Regions from separate parts of the Arabidopsis thaliana genome. Here region 1 is linked to region 2. The links are chromatin contacts, called in public capture Hi-C maps. All regions are on one chromosome and are shown on one strand. The core of a region is the stretch at or near the end of the contact, and the rest is flanking DNA. Distances in the headings are between cores, read along the strand shown.

Region 1 (3,169 bases), core at 359-2,858, 240 kb before region 2:
CCGTCCACTCGGTGTTTGTATTGATATCGATCAAGACACTTCCCGTGAACCGAGTGACGTCATCAGAGCGGTTCTTTTTCCGTTACGTGGGGCCAAAGGATTCCGGGATGTTTAGGTGTGTTGTGAGATATGGTTACAAGGAAGACATTGAGGAGCCTGATGAGTTCGAGCGTCATTTTGTTTATTACTTAAAGGAATTCATTCATCACGAGCACTTCATGTCTGGAGGAGGAGGGGAGGTGGACGAGACGGACAAAGAAGAGGAACCAAATGCTGAGACAACAGTTGTGCCTTCGTCTAATTATGTCCCTTCATCGGGGCGGATCGGGTCCGCCCATTCATCTTCGTCAGACAAGATTAGGTCGGGAAGGGTCGTGCAGGTTCAATCCGTGGAGGATCAAACAGAGTTGGTGGAGAAAGCGAGAGAGAAAGGGATGGTTTATCTAATGGGAGAGACCGAGATTACGGCAGAGAAAGAGTCTTCTTTGTTTAAGAAGTTTATAGTGAACCATGCTTACAATTTCTTGAAGAAGAATTGTCGGGAAGGAGACAAAGCACTTGCGATTCCTAGGTCGAAGCTTCTCAAGGTTGGCATGACCTATGAGTTATAAGATTCTCTATTTCGTCTTTGTGTTTCATCATGGTTTAAAATCATTGTGACCTAAATAAAGTGTCTCCATGTTTAGGGGACCCTTGTTTTTGTTTGTTTGTTGTCATAAATAGTTGGTAAATGTGTAAGTCATTATTACCTTTTTTTTTGTGATTGCCAGTTTGTCGATTTTATTGAAAAATAAAAGTTACAGAAGCCCATATTTTTAATGTAAGAGACTAAGAGTATATGGAACAAAGATGTAGGACTGGTTTATTGTTTTTTTTTTTTTTTGTGTGCCCATATTTTAATGTAAGAGTATATATATATTTTAATAATATTATGTGATATTTTCATCCAATATTTCACTGGTATCTTTTTTTTTTTAAGTAACAGCTTTAACATTTGTCATTTATCTAAATAAATATATATTGTCATTTACCAATGTTTTGTATTGTTTTGGTTAATTATGATGGTTTTGTTCTTGCCATTTCGTGTGGTTCAAGTGAAAACAGCAACACACGCACTTGTACGACAGATAATGCCAACGTTGTGAATCTTTGTTAGTTACTTTAGATATTATACTATTCCCACGTTATATTTTTTATTTTTTCGAAGGGATTTAATTGGTTTCATAGAGCAACTACAAAGTATACAGGATTTTCGAAATAGAAATATTGCATAAGCAAAATATGGTCATATATTGAAGATTTATAGAAGTATAGAACAATAGAAGTGAAATATGATATGATTATTTAAAAATTAAAATATTACAAAAGCCATATTTTTTAAATCGGCCTAGGCCTACACGAATCTAAGGACGACATTGAGATGAGGTATCTAAGGACAAAAATTTGTAGACGTTCCAGGTTCAATTCTATTTCGAACAAAGTCGTGTGTGTGTGGCCACTTTAACTTGAGCTTTAGACTATATATTTTACCCCAGATGAGTTTGCTAAAAAAAACTCATACCAAAGAGTCTTCTCATGAATCTCATCACTATATTAGTCGAATTACCGGCAGCAATAGGTGTCTATATAGGAAAAATAATTTTATATAATGTCTTGGTACACAAGCTTGTTTTTTCTTCTGCATCATTGTTAGTTACTTAGGTATTAGGCTAATTAGTTCCACGTTGTAATATTCTAATAAAAAAAATAGCTATAAAACAAAGAAAGAAAAAGAAAGAAGGCAGTACAACTAAAAAATCAGTCACTGAACAAAAAAGAAAAGACATGTTTTTGCTTCTGAAGCCTCTCCTTTCTCTACACGATTTATCTCTTAACCTCCTCTCGGTAATGGTAAGACATCGTCTTTCTTTCTCTATATCTCTCGCTCTCTGTTTTTTCATTACAATGTATATATAATATATTTCTTACAATTTTTTTTCACTGGGATAACTTTTTATTCTTTTGTCCACCATTATGAGAAGTTCCATGGAGAAACTCTTAAAGCATCCGTGGATGGTGTGGGGATAAACATGAGCACTATGTGGAGAGAAACAAGGAATGTATTCATAGTTCCATTGTTCAAGTGTATAGTGGTTATGTGTTTGATCATCTCGCTCTTAGTTTTCGTTGAGAGTGTTTACATGAACCTTGTAGTACTCTATGTCAAGTTGTTTAACCGAAAACCAGAGAAAGTCTACAAATGGGAGGCAATGCAGGAGGATATGGAGCTTGGTCATCAAAATTATCCGATGGTCCTTGTTCAAATCCCAATGTACAACGAACGAGAGGTTCAAGTTTGATTTTGATCTCTCCCTATCTCTTTATAATATTATTCTTTATATATATAATTGACAAGTCAAGTTAATAACAACATATAACTTGTACACAATTACTAAAAGAAAACCCACACGTGATCATAATGTTCCTTTCATACTTCCGTCTTTTAGTGCAAATAACACTGGTCACTCCACAGTAGCTGTTGTCTCATATGTCAACTAGCATATAAGTTGTTTCTTTGATTTTTCAAACTTCTTAAATGTGTGAGAGCTACTTAATATTACGTTGTTATACTAACATAATAGTTTTGACTCGGCAGGTCTTTGAATTATCTATAGGTGCTGCGTGCAGACTAACATGGCCATCGGACCGTCTAATTGTTCAAGTTTTAGATGATTCCACCGATCCAGCAATCATGGTCCGTTCTTAATAAACTCTCAATGGACAGAGTTCGCTAATAAAACTTAATTTAAAATAAGAAACATACCAATAACATGACTTATGACATTGCTGAACATTATTGAGTTGATTTTATACATAATTAGTAATTAAATTTCAGGAACTGGTGAGCATGGAATGTACAAAATGGGCATCAAAAGACATAAATATAAATTATGAGAGGCGAGAGAACAGAAATGGCTACAAGGCTGGAGCTCTTAAGCACGGCATGAGGCACAGTTACGTCAAGCAGTGCCAATATCTTGCCATCTTTGATGCTGATTTCCAGCCCGAGCCCGATTACCTCCAACGCGCTATCCCCTTTCTTATCCACAACCCTGAGGTCGCTCTTGTCCAAGCTCGATGGAGATTTGGTATGTACATATATATATATAACTACTACATAAAAACTTCT
Region 2 (3,285 bases), core at 53-2,552:
TCTTCAATTAATGTAGCTAATCTTTTTATTTAAATAATATAAAACGACAAATGTCATTTTCTCATGTGATAATGGTACACTTATATGGAGAAAATTTACCAACTTTCATATATATGATTATATAAGTAATAATATGTAAAGAAGAAAAGAAACGAAAGAGTGAAAGAGTGAGCAAGAGAAACTTGTATAATTAACTTGTATATATGCGTTAAAAAAATGAGAACCGACTCTTTTACTAAATCATTTATTAAGCAGAGATTTAGCTGACATTATACTTCTCCATCTATATGATAGAAAAGTATAATTTTATTCAATCCAGATGATTGGATTTTCAAAAATATATTTTGAAAGTTTTCGCAAAAAGTAAGTCGAAAACGTTATCAACCAATTATTTTGCTAGTAGGACCAAATTAAAATGATTCACATTCCGAAATCCTATTCCACTTTTCGATTTACTATTGCATAATTTCTTCTAAACTATGTAGTTTATACCCTTCGATTTACCATTTTTACTCCACTAAAATTTAGTAACCGCATTTAAAAGTTTAGAAGTAATTATTTTTAGTACTTTGAAGTAAGAAATCACATAAATTGATAATGGCGCAGCTATACACTTTATTAGCACTTCTTTTTTACCTTTCAAAAAAACTTGTTATCTTTTTATCTGTATAATAAAACCGGTAGTTTCTTGTACCAAACCAAATTCTTAGTTCAAAATTTTGAAAACATAATACAACGAACTTTATTTATTTATTACCTTTTTCAAATTCTTCCCTTCCAAAACTTTCTGATTTTATTATTCTTTACATATACTCTTATAATGTTATAACAATTCCAGAGAAAACAATATGAAAAGAAGAAAAACTAACTAAACAAAATAGTAGTGTGGACCTGGATCTATTCTTCTATTAAAATTTGCTTTCCACTAGATTTTAGATATATAGGTTTAAAAGCTAACCATAGCTTTTAACCTCATAAATTTCAAAATGCTTTCCAAAATACGGATTATACTATTCCCAATAATTGAATAATCAGTTTATTTTCTACGTAATTTAACAATGGGAAAGCTAATTCGTAGAAGTTATCGTTCAAAATAAAACCAAAACTTTTTAATCATTATGTAGGAATCTTTTCCAAACAAAACGCCTAAAACTTAACAAAAAGAATTCACAAAAACCAGCCACGTGTCACCTTTTGTTAAGCCAGTCGTCACTTTAAGTAACCGCTTGTCACTTTAAGAAGCGGTCCCAAGTCAACTCGCGCCACTCAAATCAATCATGCTTATGTAAATAACAACTAAACGCAGACGCAATCACCATTTTCTTTATAGAAATGCTCAAAATCGTGCCTTTTAAGGAAACTGTTGCTTTGCAGAATCACAAAATCTATATACCAACCATAAGTTTCCAAATTTTGTTCTAAAAATCAAAAAAATTCATATCATCTTTTTGTCTTTTTTTACCAGAATTTCATCCTTATTTCGTGCTAAATCATTTTCCAAACATTCATAATACTTTTTGTTGGTTTATGGCCAACTAACAAAATATCCTCTAGATTTTCTTCTTTGTGTTAGTCTATATAAAGCAATACCACAGTGATCCTCTTTTTTAATTCATTCTGTGTTTATGTCAATAATCACAATGGTTTGGTTAATGAAAGTTTTTGTCTTTGTGACATTACTCTCTTTAGTGTTTGTAATAACAGAATCAGCTCCTGAATCTGCTCTTATCACCAAACTTCCTGGTTTCGAAGGCACTTTTCCTTCGAAACATTACTCCGGGTAAAATATCAAATTCTCTGTTCTTGAAATTCAAGATTCTGTTTTTCTTGTATATAATCTTTTTGGTTTTTGATCAAAGGTATGTGACAATTGATAAGGAACATGGAAAGAATCTATGGTATTACTTTATTGAATCGGAGAAGAATCCATCGAAAGATCCGGTGGTGCTTTGGCTCAATGGTGGTCCAGGTTGTTCAAGCATGGATGGATTTGTGTATGAGCATGGTCCATTCAATTTCGAACTACCAAAGAAAAACAATAGTCTCCCACTCTTGCATCTTAATCCTTATAGTTGGTCCAAGGTAATTTTAATGAAAACATATCTGTGTTGTTTTTTTTTACTAGTTTTGTAATGTTTTGATGTATGATTTGTTTACTTTTTCAGGTCTCTAACATTATATACCTTGATTCTCCTGTTGGTGTGGGATTCTCTTACTCAAACAATAAGTCTGATTACATAACCGGTGATATTAAAACCGCGGTTGACTCTCACGCGTTCCTTCTCAAGGTGAATCATTAGACATGTTTTAGTTTTTGGGTGTAATGCAGATTACTAAATGCTTCTTTCATTCAAAATGTTCTTCACCAGTGGTTCCAAATGTTTCCTGAGTTTCAATCAAATCCTTTTTTCATCTCTGGAGAATCTTACGCCGGAGTTTATGTCCCAACTCTTGCTTCAGAAGTTGTCATAGGTATCTATCTATCTTCTCCTTTCATAATCAGTGATACATCTTCTCAAGTTTTTTAATCCATTTGTTGGTTTATGTTGCAGGGAACAAAAATGGAGTAAAGCCGGCTCTTAACTTCAAGGTAACGAGATTTAACGACTCAATCTCGGTTTCTTGAGTTCTCGTTTTGTTTCACACAATGACTGTGTGTTCTTCTCTGGTTTTGGACAGGGGTATTTGGTTGGAAATGGAGTTGCGGATCCGAAGTTTGATGGAAATGCTTTTGTCCCGTTTGCACATGGGATGGGACTAATCTCTGATGAACTCTTTGAGGTTTGTTTAGTTGCTTATAATAGAGTCTTACTCTTCCACTTTCTTTATATTATCTAACAACATCGAAAAGAAAATCGCAGAACGTTACAAAAGCTTGCAAGGGAAATTTCTATGAAATAGAGGGACTCGAGTGCGAGGAACAGTATACGAAAGTTAACGATGTATGAATAATGTTTCATGTTAATTCTTATAGACATTAAGAATGTTTGTAAGATGATGGTTTTAATATTATTCTTACATGTCAGGATACTAACCAGTTGAATATATACAACATTCTTGAGCCATGTTACCACGGAACATCGCTATCTGCATTCGACATTAGATCGCTTCCTTCAAGTCTCCTTCAGCTAGGCAAAACTGAAAAACGGTTACCTATAAGAAAAAGAATGTTTGGTCGAGCGTGGCCAGTTCGTGCGCCTGTTCATCCAGGCATTGTCCCTAGCTGGTCTCAACTTCTTGCCGACGTCACTGTTCCTTGCATTGTAAGTAAACCAAAACCATGTA

What was found. Capture Hi-C pulls out chosen DNA fragments and counts their contacts.
Region 1: a contact with region 2 is called in a capture Hi-C map of seedling, with 3 times the contacts expected there. The contact joins the promoter of ATCSLA15 here to the promoter of scpl20 in region 2.

What each region holds. Positions count from the first base shown.
Region 1 is chr4:7,794,480-7,797,648 of TAIR10.1, reverse strand. It overlaps ATCSLA15 (Nucleotide-diphospho-sugar transferases superfamily protein), which reads left to right and starts at 1,608. Exons shown (of 10, transcript NM_117415.3): 1 at 1,608-1,890; 2 at 2,022-2,327; 3 at 2,636-2,734; 4 at 2,876-3,128. The coding sequence starts at 1,825. HAK5 (high affinity K+ transporter 5) reads left to right here. Exons shown (of 9, transcript NM_117416.3): 9 at 1-867. The coding sequence ends at 611.
Region 2 is chr4:7,551,392-7,554,676 of TAIR10.1, reverse strand. It overlaps scpl20 (serine carboxypeptidase-like 20), which reads left to right and starts at 1,302. Exons shown (of 13, transcript NM_117360.8): 1 at 1,302-1,780; 2 at 1,860-2,082; 3 at 2,166-2,288; 4 at 2,370-2,472; 5 at 2,553-2,590; 6 at 2,680-2,781; 7 at 2,862-2,942; 8 at 3,027-3,263. The coding sequence starts at 1,626.